Regions from separate parts of the Rattus norvegicus genome. Here region 1 is linked to region 2. The links are chromatin contacts, called in public Hi-C maps. All regions are on one chromosome and are shown on one strand. The core of a region is the stretch at or near the end of the contact, and the rest is flanking DNA. Distances in the headings are between cores, read along the strand shown. Region 1 overlaps Rasgef1b (RasGEF domain family, member 1B). Region 2 overlaps Rasgef1b (RasGEF domain family, member 1B).

What was found. A called contact is a pair of places that touch in the nucleus more often than the background predicts.
Region 1: a contact with region 2 is called in a Hi-C map of liver, with 3 times the contacts expected there. The contact joins two enhancer-like sites. A contact is called at or near these places in 8 of 12 Hi-C or Micro-C datasets (frontal cortex, hepatocytes, kidney and 4 more) and 1 of 1 datasets of contacts at active chromatin or transcription factors (oligodendrocytes).

What each region holds. Positions count from the first base shown.
Region 1 is chr14:10,651,770-10,655,486 of GRCr8, forward strand. The region is part of intron 3 of Rasgef1b (RasGEF domain family, member 1B); the gene reads left to right. Among named protein-coding and RNA genes, the nearest start is that of Prkg2, 210 kb to the right of the region's middle. Within about 2 kb of position 2,317, at least 10 of the 93 cell types and tissues checked have an H3K27ac peak or open chromatin away from gene starts, as enhancers often do. A contact at or near this core is called in liver, where this site is marked.
Region 2 is chr14:10,573,516-10,577,388 of GRCr8, forward strand. All of the region lies in intron 3 of Rasgef1b (RasGEF domain family, member 1B), which reads left to right. Among named protein-coding and RNA genes, the nearest start is that of Prkg2, 290 kb to the right of the region's middle. Within about 2 kb of position 1,791, at least 3 of the 93 cell types and tissues checked have an H3K27ac peak or open chromatin away from gene starts, as enhancers often do. A contact at or near this core is called in liver, where this site is marked.

The DNA of each region.
Region 1 (3,717 bases), core at 1,067-3,566, 79 kb after region 2:
CCCTTCTGACTACTAAGAATCCTGGCCTGGGACTTATTTACTTCAGCTTTGCTTGCTGTCATATGCTGCACACTGTGTCTGTGGGGCCACGCTTCGCACCTGGCCTTGTGGAAAGATACTCATCAGACTGTATCCATATTGTCTTTTCCCTACCCTTAGCATCTAATCTAATATATTCCTAAGTATATATAGCCAAGTATTGCTGTGTTCATTGTTTAACACAATATTCCTCTCACTAACGTCTCCTTCTTATAACATTAACCCCACTGTTTAATAGAGAACTGTAGGCCAAGTGAACCAGTTAGAAACCACTCCTTAAAGGGAATGGGTAGGAAAACAGAGAGAAAGATGTGGGCCAACTGGACCTGCGTAGGCCAGGCAGGGCCCCTGGTATGGTATGGAAAACCATGGGACTCTCCTGTTCACTTTCCAGAGATTCCTAGAACTGAACTTGGAATATTTGGTTGGCCTCCAAGGAGAACACCCGGGGAGGAGACAGGGAAAGGAAGGTCCTCAGTCTTGCCTGGAAGAAGAATCAGGAATCCCAAGCAAGGGTCGAAGAGAACCTTAGTTCTGATGGCAGAATTTATTAGAAAACCAATGAAAAAGCTTTAAAGAGATCCTGTGAGGTCTTCACATTGGCTGATTGTCTTGGTGGGGGAGGGTAGTCGTTGAATTTAAGTATTCTCTGTCTCCATTACCATCATTTTTCCAGAACTATATAACTGTATACAGTTGGCCATACTTCTATTGGGTCATCCTTTAAACCTACAAAAATTACATGTGTATAGGCATTGTTTATTCCAAGATGGCCGCAGTGGCTTAGCCAGACCTCTGCCCTGGAAATGAGTCTGGGCAGATGGGGACCATCTCCCTACCTATCGAGACCCCTGCCTTCTTTATGTAGCTGTAACATCTGTGAAGTGGACACAGGAAGTTAAAGGAGATGGCTTATGGGGCCTTTGTATTTCTGTCCTAGTTACGTTATTTCCTTGCAACCTTTTCCTCCATCCACCCTAAAGTGGAACACGCCAGGGTGAAGGCAGCATGCGCAGTTGTCTTCTGAGCACCAGGGAATGACAGGGGTGAGCAACATTCTTTCTTAGGTGAATGCAGATAGACAGTTAGTGTTTCCTTGACTTGTCTTTCCCTTTCCGTCATCGGGAGAATGTTTAAAAAGTTACTAATTATCAATAAGGTGGGGTCAGAAAAACATTTTATCTTACAAACTCATCATTCTTGTCAACCAAACGCCACCTTCTCTTTTACCAATGTGTTTTCATAGACTTGTGCATTTATTATTTTCTCTTAAAGTGCATATAGACCTAGGAATGATCCAGTTGACAGGAGTTATGTTAGGGAACCACCCTGATGTGGAGATTTGACACAACAAGATTTAGTCATGCAAAAAAGGAAAACACTTTAAGACCATTAGCCCTTTTCAACTTGTCTAAAAGACAAAAACATCGAAGGGAGAAAACCATAGTTTTCATCCCCCCAAATTAAATTGTCCCCTTTATCATGTTACATAATAAAATACAAAGAGAAATAATCTTGGCTTTTAACAAATATCTCTACTGAGTATTGAACCATTTCCCTAATGAAGTGAGTTAGACAGAGAAAAATAAAATATTTTAATAGAGGTTATCCCCCTGAGATGCTTTATGTGTATATCCTGCATAATCTGCAGTTCATCTGTTCTGTTTAATAGGACAGCTTCTAGCCACATGGAGATATTTAAACAAATTTGCTTAAGTTGAACAAAAGTACTGGTTTCCCAGTTGTCTTTTTCCCCCTCTATTTCTCTCTGTCCCTCTCTCTTGAGCTGAGGTGAAACCCAGGGCTTTGTACATGCTGTGCTAAGAGCCATGCCACCAAACCACTCCCTATTTTACCAGAGCTGTGCCACCAAGCCACCCCCAGCCGACTAGCCAGTGTGAAGTCCCATAGTCACTGCAGCCTGTGGTGGCTATCAGACAATGAAGAAGAGGCCATTCTCTTAGGATTCCAGCCCTTGTGGCAACCCTTGATTAGGTAATGGTGATTTTTGGAGATCAGTCTTATTATTCTCAATGAAATAATTGATTCTCATCACAGATGGGCATCTGGGGCATCAGGAAATGGAGCGGTGGGGGCACCGTCCACTAATTTATGACTTACTTGTTCCCCAAGCCCAGTCCTATGCTGAGACCTTCATATCCCCCATGCAATAGCTGCCCTTTCCTTGTTTTTTGTAAACCAGCAGTTAGTGCTGGAAAGCACCAGCTCTGTCAAAGACAGGGACCCGGGCGCCACCTACTGCTAAGCTCCAGAATTGCAAGGACGCTGTAGAGGAGAAAAGGCTTTTAAAGGCATGTAGGAAGTCAGCGTGTCCCGGCTTCCCTTGCTACACACTATAGGAAGATTTTCAATGACACTCCAGGCCTATTCAGAGTTTCCATGTACCAAAATGTCATTTTGTGCTTTAATAAATTGCTAACACCATCCCATAACAAAAAGATCATGTTTTTCCTCCAACTGAAAATGTTAACTTGTTGAGTCAGAATTCTTTCGCCAATTAGGGATTAGTTAAAAAAAAAATCTAGGTAACATAAGGCCTGATAAAGCAAAATGTAAATTGGCGTGTGTGCATGTGCGTGTGTGTGTGTGCATGTGCGTGTGTGTGTGTGTGTGTGAGCAGTGAGGGGTGGGGAGTTGGGGGACATGTAACAAATCAGGAAACACTCCCATTCCTTTGCAGAGGGAAAACAGGCCAGTTCCCAGCATCCCTGTTGGCTCATAGGCACCTATAACCCCAGTTCCAGAGGATCTGACGCCCTCTTCTGGCCTCCTTGGGTACCACCCCACATATACATTAATTACAAACTTTTAAATAAGTAATCTTCCTTCCTAAACTAGGAACCCTGTAGACCACTTGGACTCAGTTCGAAAAGCGGTACACTGTGGGGTTGTGTCCGTGCACACTGCTGTCTGTTCTCAGCTGCCTTCTTAACAAAATACCTCTTTTCTAAGAAGGGTTAGTGGAGGCGTAGCCTGCCTGCAGGTTCCACAGATGCTGTCTGCAGTCTCTGCTAAAAAGGCTCTCAGTCTGTGGAAAGGAGGGAGAAGATAAGCATCTCAACACTTCCAAGCTTAGAATACACTGTGCTTCAGGTAGCCTCAGAAGCTTGACTTTGGCCTTTCGCCTGGGCTCACATCTGCCGTCACCTGGATCTTTGGTCAGTCTGCATTCCCGAGCCTGTTGTCACCGAAAGGAAGCTGTCAGTCTGGAACATTAGCTGGAAGGATTTACCCAGTGTCTGCAGTGTCAACTGAGAAAGCAGAGAGTTGTTAAATATGCAAGGTGTGGGGTTCCTTTGGAGTCCAGACAGGAATGGAGAAAGGTCGAGCTCCAGGTATTAAATGAAATCTCTTCCCACTAAACAAACGTGCTTTCAAGGTTTAGCTGAGAGAAGGAGATCTTTGCCTCGTTACTTAAATTTGGACACGTGTCTAGCGTTTAGGCTGCTGCTGAAACACTGTAATCAGTGTAGAGCCTTGGGTTGTAAACACCTCGTCCTGTTATGACGTGGAGCAGAAAAGCATTTCTGTCTTTCTCTTGAGAGTGAAGGAGACGCTGACTGCTGTTCTAGGGAAGATCGGCAAAGCGTCTGCCACAGAAGGGATGGTTTTTGATGTCTCTCCACGCCCATCTGCACCGCAGTCTCTTTTCCACAT
Region 2 (3,873 bases), core at 541-3,040:
AATGAAGAAGATGTAGAAATGTAAGTATCAATGAGTGGTACACTTTTCCTCCTTGTAATATTATTTCTAACTTTAAAACGCATGTGTGCGTGCACACACACACACATACACACACACACATACACACACACACACACACACACACACACACACACACACACACGCTGTGAAACGAGAGTCACATAAAGAGGGAAGTGGGGAGGTGCTCTCTCAGTCAAGTGTTTGGTACACCAGGGACCTGAGTTCAGTGCCCCAAGCTCCCACTAAGGAAAATAAAGCACAGCTAGGCTCAGTGCACGCTTGGAATCCTAGCGCTGGGAAGGCAGACAGATAGATCCCTGGGGCTTGCTGGCCAGACAGTCTAGGCTAATTGGCCATCTCCAGGCCAGCAAGAGACCCTTTTCAAAAACAAGATGGATAGTGCCAGAGGAGGACGGATTCTCTAGGTTGAACTCTGCTCCCTTGTTCTCTCTGTCTCTTTGTTTCTCTCTCTCCTTCCCCCTCCCCTCCCCCTCCTTGCCTCCCTCCCTCCTTCTCTTCTTCTCTCTCTCTCTCTCTCTCTCTCTCTCTCTCTCTCTCACACACACACACACACACACACACACACACACACGATTTTAAAGAGAATACAATTCAAAATTTATCCAAATGAAGTTCAGGGACTTTTTTGGCAGCTCTTGTCATCAGGTGTCGTCCTGGCTTGAGAAGTGAGAAGAGGCTTATGATGTAGTAAATAAGTTAATTTTTTAAAAAATAAAAATGTAAAGGAAATAAATAAATCAATAAAATAAAGGAGTAGAGTATTACAGTATGACTGTCTAGGTGTGTGCCTGTGTATATGTGTGTGTATGTGTGTTTGCCTGTGTGTGTGTGTGTGTGTGTGTGTGTTTGTAGTACCTGTGTGTGTGCCTGTGTGTGTGTTTGTATGTACCTATGTGTGTGCACCTGTGTGTGCCTTTGTGTGCCTATGTGTGCACCTGTGTATGCCTGTATATGTGTCTGTGTGTGAGCCTATGTGTGCCTGTGCCTGTGTGTGTGCCTGTGTATATGTCTATGTGTGCCTCTGTGTGTGCCTCTATGTGTGTGTGCCCGTGTGTCTGTATGTGTGTGTGCCTGTGTGTGCCTGTGTGTACTGATGCCTGGGCAGAACAATAACATTCTATTTCCTCTTCATTTGATGAAAGCCTCTTCCACAGAAGAGTGTTAATGGCACTCTTATCAGATTACTGAGACCCACGCACATCCTTCAGGACTTAATAGTAGTATTATTTACTCAGAGAGTCTCTCACCTGAGAGGAAAAGCCTGCTTGCCTCAGCAGGGGTGTGTGGCATAGCAGGCTTATGATAATCAGTTGGGGATAAGTCTGCAGAGCCCCTAAACCCAGATGCCCAGGAAAACCAAACACACAAAAAATTTTCTCTAAAATCATAAAAAAAAAAGGACTGACCTTAAGAAGCAGATACTCTTACTAAAAAAGTAAGAATGTGGTGCCAACCTGAATTAAAGTCTTAATTAGAAGTCATGTATGAAACATAACAACGTTCTAAGTAATCACTCAACACCAAAGAACAAAAATACCCAACCACCGACTCTTACAGAGCCCAACTCCTCTGCAGAGCAGGAAGACAAAGCCTGCGTGTAATAATGAGGGCTCTGTGTTTTAAACTTTTGGATTCGCAGCAACAGGATAAGAAACATGTCTCCCCAAACTGAAGCCAAGCACTCTGGAAGGTGAAGCCTGCTGGCCAGAAGCCAGTCGACTTTGAACTTGTGGTTAGATCTCTGTTAAACTACACTGCAAGTCAGAGAAGGAGACACCAAGTCCAGTGACTTCTTACCTACCAGTGGGTGGGCCACACCCCATGTGAGGGCAAGGGGCTCTGGGAGGGAGGCTGTGTTGACTGACGGGGTGTGTCCGGGCCACAGATATTGACTTGATCCTTCAGTATGCTGGCCCCTTCAGGAATCAGCACCTCATGGCACACAGGAAGTAGCCTGCAGATTAATTATAGAGTCCTTTGCTCTAATGAAGTTCTGTGATTACGCTCTGCCTTTTCCTGCTTCTCTGAACACTATTTGTCTTGAATTACAAGTTATGTGGTCTGTGAGTCATTAATCTTTCTTAATCATTTCTTTTCATCCAGAAATCCATGCATAAACAGACCCCACCAATAAACTCCCCAAAGCAATGACAGATGGTGGGGGAGACTCTAATGGTTCATTTGTAGAGTTTTCAGAGGTGAGACATAAAGGGAAACATGCGGTCGTCCTTTACTTGAAGGAAAGATGAGTTTTGTCGTTAAAGGATCACGGTTAGTGGAGTTAGGGAAGCGAACGCGGTTATCTTCATCTAGAATTGGCTGGGAAGAGTCTCCGTGAGGGCTTTCTGTGGGCTTGTCTGCGGGAGATTGTCATGACTATGTTAATTGATGTGGGAAAACTCAGGCTCAGAGTGGGTGACAAGGTTTCCTAGGTTTGGGTCCTGAGTTGTGTGAGCAGAGAGGAAGCCGGCTGAGCATTCATTCCCCTCAGCTCTTGACTCTGGATGTGATGTGACTACTTTCCCTTCCTAAGATCTTAAGTCTCCTGCTCTGAAGAGCATCAGCCTGCTATTGAGAGCTAAAGTCAACCTCCTTTCCCATAAGTTGCTTTCAGTCAAGGTGTTTTTATCAGAGCAACAGAAATTAGTCTAGCACAGTGAAGCTGTGTGCTACATTATCAAATATTAATGTATATTTATTTTCTATTAATTTTGGAGGTAGACATAATGGAAACTAAATTGTGGGTCTTTGTGTAGGCTTCCTGATCATCTGAATTTAAATGCCAATAACTGCAACGAAAGTTGAAGGTGCTATTTTTCTTGATAAGGTTTTATTTCTGTAATTCTATCAGTAGAAAATTTACCGGTGCAAAGTCTTAGATACCTTTGGATCAAGTAGTGTCTAACTTCCTGCCCATACATATAGATATTTGATAATTATAAAACCTGGAGGCACATTACCTGAAAACCTAATATTTCTATGCATTGGATACAAAATAAGTGTTATCTTTTTTGGTTTTAAAAATTAAACCTCTTCTAAAACCTTCCTATTACCAATATATAAAAATCCCTAGTTGTATAATTTTTTAAAGATAGATTTAAAATCCTCATAGAAATATTTATTGGGCATTTGTTGTCGCCAGCTAATGGGGCAGGGCATTGTGATCTCAAGGCATTTACAATCTTTGGAAGCAGTAAGAAGCTGGGGAGCTGACTCAGCAGTTAAGAGCCCTGGCTGCTCTTCTAGAGGATCCAGGTTTGATTCCTGGTTCTCATGCGATTGCTCATGGCCCTCTGTAAGTCCAGTTCCAAGGAATCCGATGTCCTGCTCTGGTCTCCATGGACATGAGGCCTTCTTCTGAACCTCAGGGATACCAGCCATGAATGTTGTGCACAGACACATATGCAGCCAAAATATCTGTACACATAAGTAAACATAAAATTTAAAATCTACTGGGGACACAGGCAAGTGATAATAAGACATTAATAAGCTCAACGGGAACTTTAAGCAATAGATAATAAATCTAGTAATTCATCAACTTCATTTTTTTCCTGTGGATCAGGGAACCACATCAGTACCACAGTGTCTATTTCTCCTTCCGTCTCTCAGCTTCCCTGTTTTGGGGGATGACATTCTTAGGCAAAAGATAGATTTCAACAGCTCCAAGCTCACTGTCACTGACACAGAAACATCAACTCATAAATTCCTGCAAATATCAGGGCTGGCTCTGGTTAACCACTCCTAGGTCGCATGTCCACTTTCCATTGCCTGCACTGTGGGATCTGTGACACACCATTCTTAGTGGCTATCTGATCTTCTGGACTGAGTTAG